Linked DNA regions of Mus musculus: all the other regions are linked to region 2. The links are chromatin contacts, called in public promoter capture Hi-C maps. All regions are on one chromosome and are shown on one strand. The core of a region is the stretch at or near the end of the contact, and the rest is flanking DNA. Distances in the headings are between cores, read along the strand shown.

The links. Promoter capture Hi-C pulls out the DNA fragments that hold promoters and counts their contacts.
Region 1: a contact with region 2 is called in a promoter capture Hi-C map of liver, with 2.3 times the contacts expected there. The contact joins two enhancer-like sites. A contact is called at or near these places in 6 of 39 promoter capture datasets (the 3T3-L1 cell line, 3T3-L1-derived adipocytes, embryonic stem cells and 3 more).
Region 3: a contact with region 2 is called in a promoter capture Hi-C map of liver, with 3 times the contacts expected there. The contact joins the promoter of Abcb6 here to the enhancer-like site in region 2. A contact is called at or near these places in 2 of 39 promoter capture datasets (hippocampal neurons and liver).

What each region holds. Positions count from the first base shown.
Region 1 is chr1:74,197,403-74,201,514 of GRCm38.p6, reverse strand. No RefSeq gene overlaps it. Among named protein-coding and RNA genes, the nearest start is that of Cxcr1, 4.8 kb to the right of the region's middle. Within about 2 kb of position 2,409, at least 12 of the 459 cell types and tissues checked have an H3K27ac peak or open chromatin away from gene starts, as enhancers often do. A contact at or near this core is called in liver, where this site is marked.
Region 2 is chr1:74,696,110-74,699,975 of GRCm38.p6, reverse strand. Ttll4 (tubulin tyrosine ligase-like family, member 4) reads right to left here. Exons shown (of 20, transcript NM_001014974.2): 17 at 3,361-3,571; 18 at 3,164-3,234; 19 at 2,727-2,797; 20 at 1-2,535. The coding sequence ends at 2,277. Among named protein-coding and RNA genes, the nearest start is that of Cyp27a1, 15 kb to the left of the region's middle. Within about 2 kb of position 1,430, at least 25 of the 459 cell types and tissues checked have an H3K27ac peak or open chromatin away from gene starts, as enhancers often do. A contact at or near this core is called in liver, where this site is marked.
Region 3 is chr1:75,178,739-75,182,851 of GRCm38.p6, reverse strand. Abcb6 (ATP-binding cassette, sub-family B (MDR/TAP), member 6) reads left to right here and starts at 2,460. Exons shown (of 19, transcript NM_023732.3): 1 at 2,460-3,282; 2 at 3,784-3,921. The coding sequence starts at 2,734. It overlaps Atg9a (autophagy related 9A), which reads left to right. Exons shown (of 16, transcript NM_001288612.1): 15 at 115-260; 16 at 921-1,991. The coding sequence ends at 926.

The DNA.
Region 1 (4,112 bases), core at 1,160-3,659, 500 kb after region 2:
CAGGGCCATACAGTGAGACTGTCCCTCAAAACAAAACAAAACAAAACAAAACAAAACAAAACAAAACAAAACAAAACAAAAAACAAAACAAAACAAGACAACCCACAAAAACCTCACAATGAGACATTAGCCCACAGTTGTTAGAGTGGCTCTTGGTAAAAAGATAAGACAGTAAGTATTGGTCAGAGTGAGGGGAAAGGGAACCTTTCACACTGTTGTGGGAATGCAAATTGGTGTAGCCCTTACAGAAAGCACCGGGGAGGTTCCTTGGGAAATTAAAAACAGAACTGTCATGTGATTCAGTCTTCTGTCTGTGTCTATATCACAGGAAATGAAATCAGCCTGTTGGTGAAGTGTCTAAGCTTCCACACTCACTGCTGCTCCGTTCACAATAGCCAAGAAATGGAAGTAGATTGGGGTGTGGAGATGAAAATCTAGCATATGTGCACCATGGGATACAGTTCAGTCATCAGAGAGCACAATGGGATCCTGTCCTTTGTGACAATGACACGGATGGAGCAGGAGAACACTGTAGTGAATGAAGTTACGTCAGGCACCAAATGATGAATACTTCAGATCTCACTCATATGGAGTCCAGGGAGAAAGCCCCAACATTGAGGTCCTGAAAGCTAGGAGTCTGGGTGTTGAGAAGAGGGAAGGGAAGGGGAGAGAAGCATGGGGTGGCTGGTGGCTACTAAGTCTTAGCAAGACTGCAGAGAAAGAACGCCCTAGGGCAGGAAGAGCTCCAAGTGAGGAATGCCTTTTTGTTTGTTTTTTATTTTACTTTAGTTTAATTTTTTTTCAAGACAGGATCTCACTACATAGCTTTGTTTATGTAGACCATATATCTCTGCAGACCAGGGTGGCCTTGAACTCTGCCTGTGTAACACCCGAAAAGCCTTACATCCTGGATGTCCCACTCACAGAGATGCGGAGACAGAGATTGATGCAAAATGCAAGAGCATGCTGGGTCGTCCTAAACTCTGGATGGAAGTGACCCCGAGGAGCTAAGGCACACACCTTTTATACAATTTTTAGAGCAGTTCTCAGTCACAGTTTAGGGCTGGCAGTTTATCATTGGTTAACCATTAACTGCATAAGGGGGCAGACTTAGGGGCCGGAGACGTTGTGTGGACCTTTCTAAACAATCAGAGGACTATGTCTTAGCAGGTAAACTTAAGGACTGGAGGCAAGTTCTGGGAAAAGAACATCTTGACATTTACTTAACTTTTTACAACAGTGGTCATTTTGAGCTGCCACAAATCTTACACCTGCCTATGCCTTCCAATGGCTGGGATTAAAAGTGTGTGCTACTACATCTGGCTTTTTTTTTTTTTTTTGGTTGGTTTTGTTTGTTTGTTTGTTTTTTGTTTTTTGTTTTTTGGAGACAGGGTTTCTCTGTGTAGTCCTGGCTGTCCTGGAACTCACTTTGTAGACCAGGCTGGCCTCGAACTCAGAAATCTGCCTGCCTCTGCCTCCCAAGTGCTGGGATTAAAGGCTGCGCCGCCATGCCCAGCTCACATCTGGCTTTTTTTAAAATTATATTTTCTATATACTTTTTATTTTTAAATTTTATGCATATGGGTGTTCCGCCTGCATGCATGCCTGTGAAGTATATACATGCTTGGTGCCTGAGGAGTCCAGAATAGGGTGTCATATTCCCTGGAACTGGACGTACAGAAGGCGTGAGCCATCGTATGGGTGCTGGGAATTGAGCTCAGGTCCTCCAGAGTAGCAGCCAGTGCTCTTTACCACTGAGCCATGGCTCCAGTCTCCTGACTAGCTTTTAAAATATGGGTCCTGGGGATTAAACTCTATCTCCTCAGCCCAAGTAAATACATTTAAAGTGGTAAAATTCATGCTTTAAAGGCACTGGATGGGTGACAGTGGGAAGTGGGTAGCTCTCACTGCACCGTGGGGGCAGAAGGCAGAAATGAAAAGGGACAGTGGGAAGTGGGTAGCTCTCACTGCACCGTGGGGGCAGAAGGCAGAAATGAAAAGGCCCAGCCAGGGGAGACAGGACCTTTTGATGATAGAGATGGGAAGGATTGGGAAGGGTGGTGGCAGAGAAGTGGGGCTTACACTGATGGATCCAGCCACATATTCCCACACAGTTCTACCAACTGTAGATTAAGCCCCTGGGGCCCAGCACTGCCATTCAAACCACCCCAGGAGACAAGTATCTCATCTGCACGTCATCAGATAAATCTTGGCAGACTTTCAAAGCTCAGACACTGATACACATAGAGCCAGCGTGTGAGCACTGGTTCACCCCGCTCCAGAGCACGGATTTCTGGGCTCATCTTCCACATTGGTGCGGTGTGCCATTTTCTGATGTACTTCTCTGATTTTACCAGAGTCTGCCGGTGGCCAGGCTGTGCCTCTTTAGGATTCTGCCCTGCCTCTCATCGCAGTCTAGACTCTGACCCTTTACTTAGATAAGCTTTTGCTTTTCCGAACATCCATTCTATTGGGGCATGATTTTAGCTGCACATAACAGAAAATTCAACTTGAACTGGTTCTCTGTCTTTCTGTCTCTATGTCTCTCCCTCTCTCCCTCTCTCCCTCCCCCTCCCCCTATCCCTCCCCCCGCCCCCCATACAACCTCAGGGGCTGCCCATCTTTCTTGGCACAGAGTCTCACACTGGCCTGTGCTGGCTGTTGAGCCCCAGGGACCTGCCTGTCTTTGCCTTCCTAGGTGCTGGATTACAAATGGAAGTGTAAATCATCATGCCCAGGGTGTGTGTGTGTGTGTGTGTGTGTGTGTGTGTGTGTGTGTATGCATATGTGTGTATATGTTTTTGACTATGTGTGTGTGACTGTGTATGTACGCATGTATGTGAGTGTGTGTATGCATGTGTGTGTGTGTGTGTGTGTGTGTGTGTGTGTGTGTGTATGTGTGTGTGTGTGTGTTGGGTTCTGGGTGTTGAATTCAGATCATTGCACTTGTAGGGAAGTTTTTTACCAGCTGAGTCCTCTCTAGCTCCTGAACTGGCTTGAACTGCATAAGAAATTTACAGGCTCCTGTGACAGGAAAGTACAGAGAGAAGAAGGCCCTGGGCAAGGTTCGCACAGAACCCTGGCTCCGATTTCTGATTATTTTCTTAGATCTTCTTCCTTCTGGATATGTTTGTTTGGGTTCTCAGACAACATTGTCATTTGTGGTAACAGAAATGTCCATCAGTTACCTCAAGATGACGTAACATGCTTCACACTGAGCAAACACCTGACTTTGGCTTTGATTGGCTCATCACAAGTCACAGACTTGTCCTCTAACCTTGTTGCTGTGACCACGGGGATGTCACAGGGAGAGGGGGGAAAACCCGCTTCCCCTTTGACCTTCAGATCGAAGTGGATTCTTCTGGAAGGATGTAAACAGATGTTTATGTGTTAAAAGTGTGTACGCATGCATGAAAGACCACACAGAGCCCTACTGTGTGGCTGTCCACCTCAATGGCAAATCATTGAGTTTGAGACAGTGTTAAGGATGATATCACGAAGACTCCCACACATCGCTGGTTGCCTGGCATCCAGGCTGCGTCTGTCACAGTCATCTTTGTGGCACTGAGTGTTCATCCCTGTTGGGAACACTGTGCCTGGTATGCTTGGGAGCGGTTGTGGGTGGGAAATGGAGAGCAGAAGATGCATTGGGAGGCTGGCTTGCCCTTTCAACCGGGAATGCTTTGTTTCTCTCTATATCTTTGTGCCTTTCCCTTCCTCCAGCAAAATGCTTTACCTGACCTTGAGCTGAGAGATGCTTCTAACCTTCATTCTCCAGCTCTATCTTTCTGAAAAGGCTGCTGTCTCTACCACGCTCATCCCGAGGGGCTGTTTCCCCTTTGCTCCTGGGCTGCAGGGCTGATCCAGCCCTTCCCAATTGCTCCAAGATTCATAAAAATTCACAAAAGTTGTGAACTGCCTCAACAGGGGACTTAGGAAAAGCAAGTGATAACTATATTCAAAGAACTTGAGCTAGTAGATCTTTGTCTAGTTTAAATTTTAATTTTTAAAAAATGTTTTGAAAAGAAAATCTTTTATTTTTATTTTTCAAGTCAGGGTTTTTCTGTGTAGTCCTGGCTGTCCTGGAACTCACTTTGTAGTCTAAGCTGGTG
Region 2 (3,866 bases), core at 181-2,680:
GAGACTTCTGTAGCTGTTCTTTTCTTTAAAGGAGAGGTTTTATCAACCCACTCCTGCCTTCCCAGAGTGCTAGGATTAAGGGTATGAGCTATCATACTCAGTTTCAAGGAAAGATTTTTTTACATTTCTTTCACAGAACAATGTTTGGACAATAAACCAACAAACGGAAACTGCAATCCCCAATACTTTGGCTTAGCTTACTAAACAACCCTGCAGGGTAGGTCTCACGTTCCATTATAAAGGAAAAGACGACTTTATTCCTTGTCTCAGGAGCCTTCCTCCAGAGGCTGGGTAACTTACCAACTTGGAAAAACATCTGATGTACTGATAAATTGTATTCAAGTACACTTACAAATTTAAAACTTTCAAAAGCTTTTACTTTAAAAGTCCTCATTCAGCCGAATGCTATCTATTGTTGACTAGCCAGTGCTAAAACATGCATGTGAAATAACTTAAGATTACACTCTTGAAAATGAAATGTGATATACAAGCCCTATCTTTTTCTCCAACTAGCAAACAGATTCACCAGCCTTCAAATGTAACGAAGACTGAATACTGTGTATTTAGCTGGGCGCAACACACCCAGACAATCTGGCATTTTTGAGGCAAAGATTACAAGTCCCAGGCAAGGCTGGATCACCCCAGAACACAAAACAGAACTGCCAGTATACTGCTGTGTCTCATCAAGGGGTCCCCAAGTCTGGTGGACTCCAGGCAACTAGTGGGCTGGTCAGTGTTGGCCTGTTTCTGCAGCTACAGAGTTGGAAACTATGATGGGAGACTCTCAGAGGCAGGCTGAGGAATTAAGAGTCTACTTTGAAGGAGTGAATCAGCTAAAACAGGCCTCTTTGTCACATGTGCACTAGGATACTGTAACCAGGACAAGAGGGTGTTGGCTGTTGATATCAGAACAGATTTTCCAGTACAGCTTGGACTCTCCACTGTCTGACTTTGAAGCCTTTATCATTAAGCAGGAAGCACGGCTTAGGACTTTGCTATCCAGCTTTCTTCACAACTGTCAACACAGCATTAGGACTGACTGTCATGTTCACCCATTCTGTGACCTTGAACCCAGTTAGGTCATCTTTCCAGGGCTCCATGCCAACTGGTCAAGGGCTCTAGGAGTCATGTGGAAAGAAAGAAGTCTTCCTCTTTCCAAAACTCAGAAGAATGAGGAAAATGCTAGCAGAGATGGTCACAAAGGACAAATCTTGCTTATCAGATACAAGGCCCCTCTGCTGTGAAAATTAGAGACCACAGGTCCCAGGAGGTGAGTGCTGGGGAACACTAGGCTAAGGAGGACCATGGTTCTAGTGAAACCTCTTCCAATCCAAACTGTCTCATCTTGGCCTCCTTCCTTGGCTCTACTTCCTCACACTGGGGAGAACAGTAGTGCTTCAGGGGCCAGTGTCCTTGGAGATCTGAATGCACAGTTCACTCAGTCAGTGTTTACTCAGTGCTCAGTGTGGACTGAGTCCTGGGGGAGGTAGATGCCACTGAGTATTAGCTGTCAGAGATGAGAAGCCTATTCTATAAGAGTGACCCACCAAGGCACAAACCCTGCTAAAAGTAAAAGAGACTACAAGATTTGCCCACACTGAGGAAAGCACAGCGCATTCCACCCTCCTCTACACAGCAGCAACTAAAATGATCAGGATCCTTCACTGGAGCCCTAGAGACTCCCAGAAGATGGAGAGCTACTGATGGGGTGGAAGCTTAAATGGATATGGTGTGGAGGTCACCCAAGGCCAGGAGGCCAGGAAATGGGTGTAGCCTGTCATGGTTTCTTCTTGCTTGTCTTTGAAGAAGTCTGAAGGTTTCTAAAACTGTCTCTTCAAGACAAGGATAAGTAGAGGACAGAGGTCCTAAGGAAATCAGGACCTTCAAAGAATTCCTCTCATTTACAGAACAAGAGACTTCAATGTTTAGCATGTTTTCTCCTCTTAAACTACAATCCAGCCCTGTACCAGGGCCTCAAATAAATCACACATGGCTCTCAGTGTAGAAACCAAACCCTGCTTTATAAAGCTGCTTGACTGTCACTGTCTTCTCTACTGAGAAATGAGGTGCTAGCCAGACAGTAAGGTGACAGAGGGCGAACCTTCCTCACCTTCTCCCCATCACCATCGCCCTTCCAGCCCTCCAGATGCCCATATCTACAATAGAACCACTTCAAAAATACTCTGATGAGGGGCAAAGTGGAGGCGGGGTAGAGGCTCAGGCTGGTCAGCAGGCTGGTTCCCTTGAGGTAGCTGAGTGCTCCTGTGCAGGACCAGTCACGAGCTCACAGCAGTCAAGCGGGAGTCAGTGACTGACTGGGAAGCAGAAGCAGCAGAAAGTCTGGAACTCTGCCCAGAGTACTTGAGGACAGGTAACCCCGGGGTAGAGCGCTTGGACTGTTTGCTGGTGTTCTCATTGCTCCTTGAGGACAAAGTCTTCCTGGATATGGGAGACAGGCCAGCTTGACTCTTCTTAGACTTGGGTGTTGACCTGTCTTCAGAGGACAGTGTGGTTCCCTCAGAGGCGCTCTTCTTTCTGAAGGGGAAAACAGAGCTGAGGCTAAGACTAGCACAGCACGGGAGGATACTGTGGCTGTTGATGTGGCTGCAGATTCTGACACTCCTACCAACCTCCAGGTGGAGAGTTCCTCTTACTGTCATGATCTGGGGAAAGAGGAAAGAGACTCCCCAACTCCATAAACCTTCTCTTGCTGAACTAGTACTCACCGTGACTTGCTGGCGGAATTTGGTGTCCCATCACCCTTTGAGGTAGTCATGAGCGATGTTGGCAGAGACCACTATAACAAAGGAAGCAGTAAGTTTAAGGGAGCAGGCTGAGTTCAGGAAGGAACACTCAGGGTCTTGGGACTCGTGCTCAGCTCTGCCGCTCTCACCTTTACACACAGGGTTCTCACCTGCCCTACACCACATCATGGAGTCATGAGCAACTCTTGGCTCATTCCCAAAGAACCAGAAAGTTAAGGCTACTCATCACTTTTTGATCCTTCAAAGATAGGCACCTAGGACATTCTGTGAGTAACTGTATCCTTGAAAGCGAGCCAAAGAGGTGGGACTGGGAGAGAGGAAAGGAGGGTAACCCATAGGCCAACCATAACACACTCAGGAGCTGAGAAAAAGCTGTGTTCCTGCGTGGCATCACTTACCAGTGGGGCTGAGTCAGAGACAATCCCCGTGTGGAAGCCTTTGTAGCACCAATTCCGAAGCAGATCTACTCCTGGACGAGATGAGCAGAGGCCGGGACTTAATGGGGAACAATCAATTCCCTACCTCCTGTCCAGAGAAACCGATTGGGATTTAATCTACTAACTATGGCCTCCTGTGGGCAAGACAGGCATATCACCTTTGAGCTTGTTTCCATGGTACTTCTGTTCCCACTGGGTGGTGAGAATGTTGAAATATCGTGGCTGCTCAAAAAACCGAAGATATCGAGAAGAGATTCGGGAAGGAAAAATTCTTTCAAATTGACCACGACGAGAAAACTCATCTTCCATCTCCACCAAAACCCGAACATCATCTGGTGTCAAGACGTCCAGCACGGACGCATAGAAGTCCTGTGCCCCAGGGAATAGGGAGAAGGGCAATGTGACGGACAGTGAGACACTGGCACTGAAGCAAGCAGCTGGGGCAGGCAAGGAAGCTCTGGCGCTCTACGTCTCCAGGACTCCCGTGGGACTACAAACGACACCTGATGATGTATACAGGCTTCTAAATCCAATGAGCTGAGCTCCTGGAGGAAGACACTCTTGGATAGAGCCAAGGAACCACTTGGGCTGAGTGAAAAAGTATGTTGTTGGGTCAAGGCTAGCACCCAGCAGCTCCGATTTGGCAGCCCATGCCCACCTTTCT
Region 3 (4,113 bases), core at 1,211-3,710, 480 kb before region 2:
GACGGTTCTCTCTAAGACGCAAGAGACCATCAGGATGGGGTGCAAGGAGACTAAGCCTCCAAGTGGTCCTCAGAACCTTCCCACTGTGCCTTGTGTTCTTGTTTCTCTCTGTAGATCCTGGCACAGTGCCCCGTGGCCCCTCTCACTTCTCCAGGCTGCCCCTGGGAGGATGGGCAGAAGATGGCCAGCCAGCATCAAGGCACCCAGAGCCGGTGCCAGAGGAGGGCTCAGAGGATGAACTCCCCCCTCAAGTGCACAAGGTAAAGGCTGTGAGGCCAAGAACCACTGCCAGAAGTGGTGACTTCCAGTGAAGACCAGCTCCTCCTGTGAAGGAGCGTGTCTCCCACTCCTCCATGCTCTTGTCTACTCTCCAGACGGCTGGAGGGATGGCTCAGTGCCTAAGAACACTGGGGGCTCTTCCAGAGGACCCAGGTTCGTTTTCCAGCACCCACACAGTGGCTCACCACCGTCTGTAACCCCAGCCCCAGGGGGTCAGATGCCATCTTCTGGTCTTCAAAAGTACTGCACACACACATGATTCAGACTTTTTTTTTTTTTTTTTTTTTTTTTTGGTTTATCTAGACAGTGTTTCTCTGTGTAGCCCTGGCTGTCCTGGAACTCACTTTGTAGACCAGGCTGGCCTTGAACTCAGAAATCCACCTGCTTCTGCCTACTGAGGGCTGGGATTAAAGGCGTGAGCCACCACAGCCGGCTGATTCAGACTTCGATGCAGACAAAACACTCATGCACAAATACATTTTTGAAAAGCAAAAAACCCACTTTCTTCTTTTTACTGCTCTGAAGTTCAAGACTTAACTTCCCTAGCTTCCAGCGTTTTCTTTCCTTTATTTCTAGATTCCTCTGGGGCAAGACGATAGCTGAAGACTATCTGTACTACCGGTCTTTCCTTTCCTCCACAGGTATAGGCAAGGCGGTAGCTGGTTCCCATGCTCCAGGATGGAGGTGGCAGCTGCCCTGCCATCCCTTCTGTCTGCCATGAGAGGGACTCTCTGAGTGTCGCCTGGCCCCACGTGTGGTGTTTTGTGTGTTCCTGCCTGGCCAAGGGAGGTGCCAATGCTGGGCTTACCATAGTCCAGGAAGAATATGAGGACTAGGGGCACACAAGAGTCTAGCTTCGTCTCCAGGACTCCCTTGGCTCAGAGTGTGGTGCTAGAAACTGGTCCCCAGCCCAGTCCCAGTACTGCCATCTTTGCATCCACCCCTGCAAGTCTCCAGAGGGCTTCCTGCCACAGAAGTGCTGCCAAGCAGAAGAACCTGTGCCAACTGTGGAGTGGGGAGGCAGGGCCTGAACCCTCAATCCCTGCAGCCTAGCCTCCCCACCCTCCAGAACCTGGAATAGCTGAGCAGCTCAGGCTGTGGCCCTTACCTCCAGTCCTCACCTCAACCTGCGCTGCAGCCTCCCTCCCCCCTGCACATCACTGGCATGTGTGCTGCTTGACCACCCCCCCTTCTGTTCACCTGCCCCCCTTCTGTTTGGCTTTGGCTTTTTGTTGGGGTGAGAGCCCTAGCTCCCAGCTCCCCTCACTATCTTTTGACACTAAGATGGAAGGTTACTAAGTTGCAGGAACAGGATGAAAATTCTTTATTACCCTCTTCAACTTTTAGGACGAGCACTTGGGAGTGTGAGGCCTTCCTGGCTGCTTCTATGTAGTCCTACCACCTGCACAGAGGGGCTGGCAGGGCAGAAGTGTGACCTCAGTTATATATACATCCCAGCTCTGCCCAGTATCCCTCACTTACCAAGAGGAGAATGGAGGGATAATGGACTCACCCTAGCCTAGGGCTTCGACATTGCATGCTGGGATCCAGCTCCTACCCTTCCTGCACTCCCTTCCCCAGTTCTGCTCAGCTCAGCTGTGGGAGGTAAACTTAAGCTGAAGGTGGCGGACTCTACTGTCGCAGGCCACAGCAGACAGGGTGGGAGCCCTGTACAGCTTGATAACCCTTAATAAAGAAGGGACTTTGATCTGGTTGTGGCATCTTTTTTTTTCCCCCACGCAGCAGTTTGGGGGGGGGGGGGGGGGTCTTAGGACTGTAAAAGAGTCCTGGCCGGGAGGCTTGGGAAACAAGTACGCCTGCAGGACCACGGGAACAGAACTAGGACTCAGAGAAGAGCTGTTTCTAGTGTGCTTCAGTAGCTTGATAATGTGTGAAGCCCTGAGTTCGTTCTTTAGCACTATAATAGAGGGAACTGAAGCAGGTTAGAGACCAGGGAGGCCTCGGTGTAATGCCTTTATAAAGGGCGGGGGTGGAGGGTGGGGAGTGCAAATTCGGACGCACTACTCTGTGGAGGTCAAAGTCTCCAGTCAGATTCAGGTTAGAGTTCCCGCCTTGGACATGTGACCCAGTCGGTTCTCAGCCCTATTTGTGTTCCTTACCCTTGGCCAATGGGAACCCTGGATAGATCTGGTGGGCGGGGCCGCTGCCGTAAAGGACCCAACATTTTTGTGCGGCGGCTCCGAGCCTTAGGGTCCCAGCTGCTAGCGAGTGGGAACCGGCAAGCACGGCGTACGTGGCTTGCGTGAGTATGCGTGGTAGCGGCGCGTGCGTGAAGAGAGTGGGCAGTGTAGCAGGTCCACGTGCGTCCCTTCCCGCGACCCAAGCGGCGTAGCTCCATGTCCCAGGACACCCTGGCATCTGCGGCCCTCTCTGAAGGGTCAGCCCGACTCTTTGTGCAGTGACCTCAAGTTCAGCCAGCAGCCACACATCGCCATGGTGACTGTGGGCAACTACTGCGAGACCGAAGGGCCGGCGGGGCCCGCTTGGACTCAGAATGGCTTGAGTCCCTGCTTCTTCTTCACGCTAGTGCCCTCGACACTCCTGACTCTGGGGGTACTGGCCTTGGTGCTGGTTCTTCCCCGCAGGCGTCGGGAGGTGCCTGCTGGCCCAGAAGAGCTGTCTTGGGCGGCTGGCCCTCGGGTGGCCCCATATGTGCTGCAGCTGTTTCTGGCCACACTTCAGATGGCACTGCCCCTGGCTGGTCTGGCTGGCCGAGTGGGCACTGCTCGGGGGGTCCGTCTGCCAGGCTACCTACTGCTGGCTTCTGTGCTGGAGAGTCTGGCCAGCGTCTGTGGCTTGTGGCTGCTCGTGGTGGAACGGAGCCAGGCACGGCAGAGTCTGGCAATGGGCGTCTGGATGAAGTTCAGGCATAGCTTGGGTCTCCTGCTCCTCTGGACTGTGACATTTGCAGCCGAGAACTTGGCCCTAGTATCTTGGAACAGCCCGCAGTGGTGGTGGGCCAGAGCAGATCTGGGCCAGCAGGTAAGGAGCCTTATGGGAAGGAGATACACTGATATTTGACAAGTACTGTGTCAGGACCAACTGGCTCCATGCTTTAGAAAAAAGAATGGAGTGTCTGGCGGTGGCTGGAAGCTGATAGCCAGCTGGTGGGGTTACCCAGCATTGGATGGGGTGTGTCTGTGCTGAGTCATTGTGGGTTTTTTTTTTTTAATTAAAAAAAAAAAAACCTGTTGCTAGGCTCCTGGTAAGCATCTGAGTGTTGTAAGAAGTAATACAATAGGTTTGGGTAGTGGTTCACACCTGTTCTGTCATTGTTTTATTTTTCTGGTTTTTCTTTCTTTTTTTCAAGGTTTATTTATTTTATGTATATGACTACACAGTAGCTGTTTTCAGACACAACAGAAGAGGTCATCAGATGGCATTACAAATGGTTGTGGGAATTGAACTTAGGACCTCTGGAAGAGCAGTCAGTGCTCTTGACCGCTGAGCCATCTCTCCAGCCCCTTCTCTCTTTCATTCTAGGTTCAATTTGGCCTGTGGGTCCTGCGTTATGTGACCTCTGGAGGGCTATTTATCTTGGGGCTCTGGGCCCCAGGACTTCGCCCCCAGTCTTATACTCTACACGTTCATGAAGAAGACCAAGATGTAGGAGGGAACCAGGTATGCCAAGTGTATACACTCCTTTAACCCCAGAGGCAGGCAGATCTCTGTTGAGGTCAAAGCCAGCCTGGTATACAAAGTGAGTTTCAGGACAGCTGAGGCTGTTACACAGAGAAAGCCTCTCTCAAAAACAAAACAACAGAACCAGGTATCCCTAGTTTTCTCAGTCAAGAGTATCTTTTGTGCAGTAGC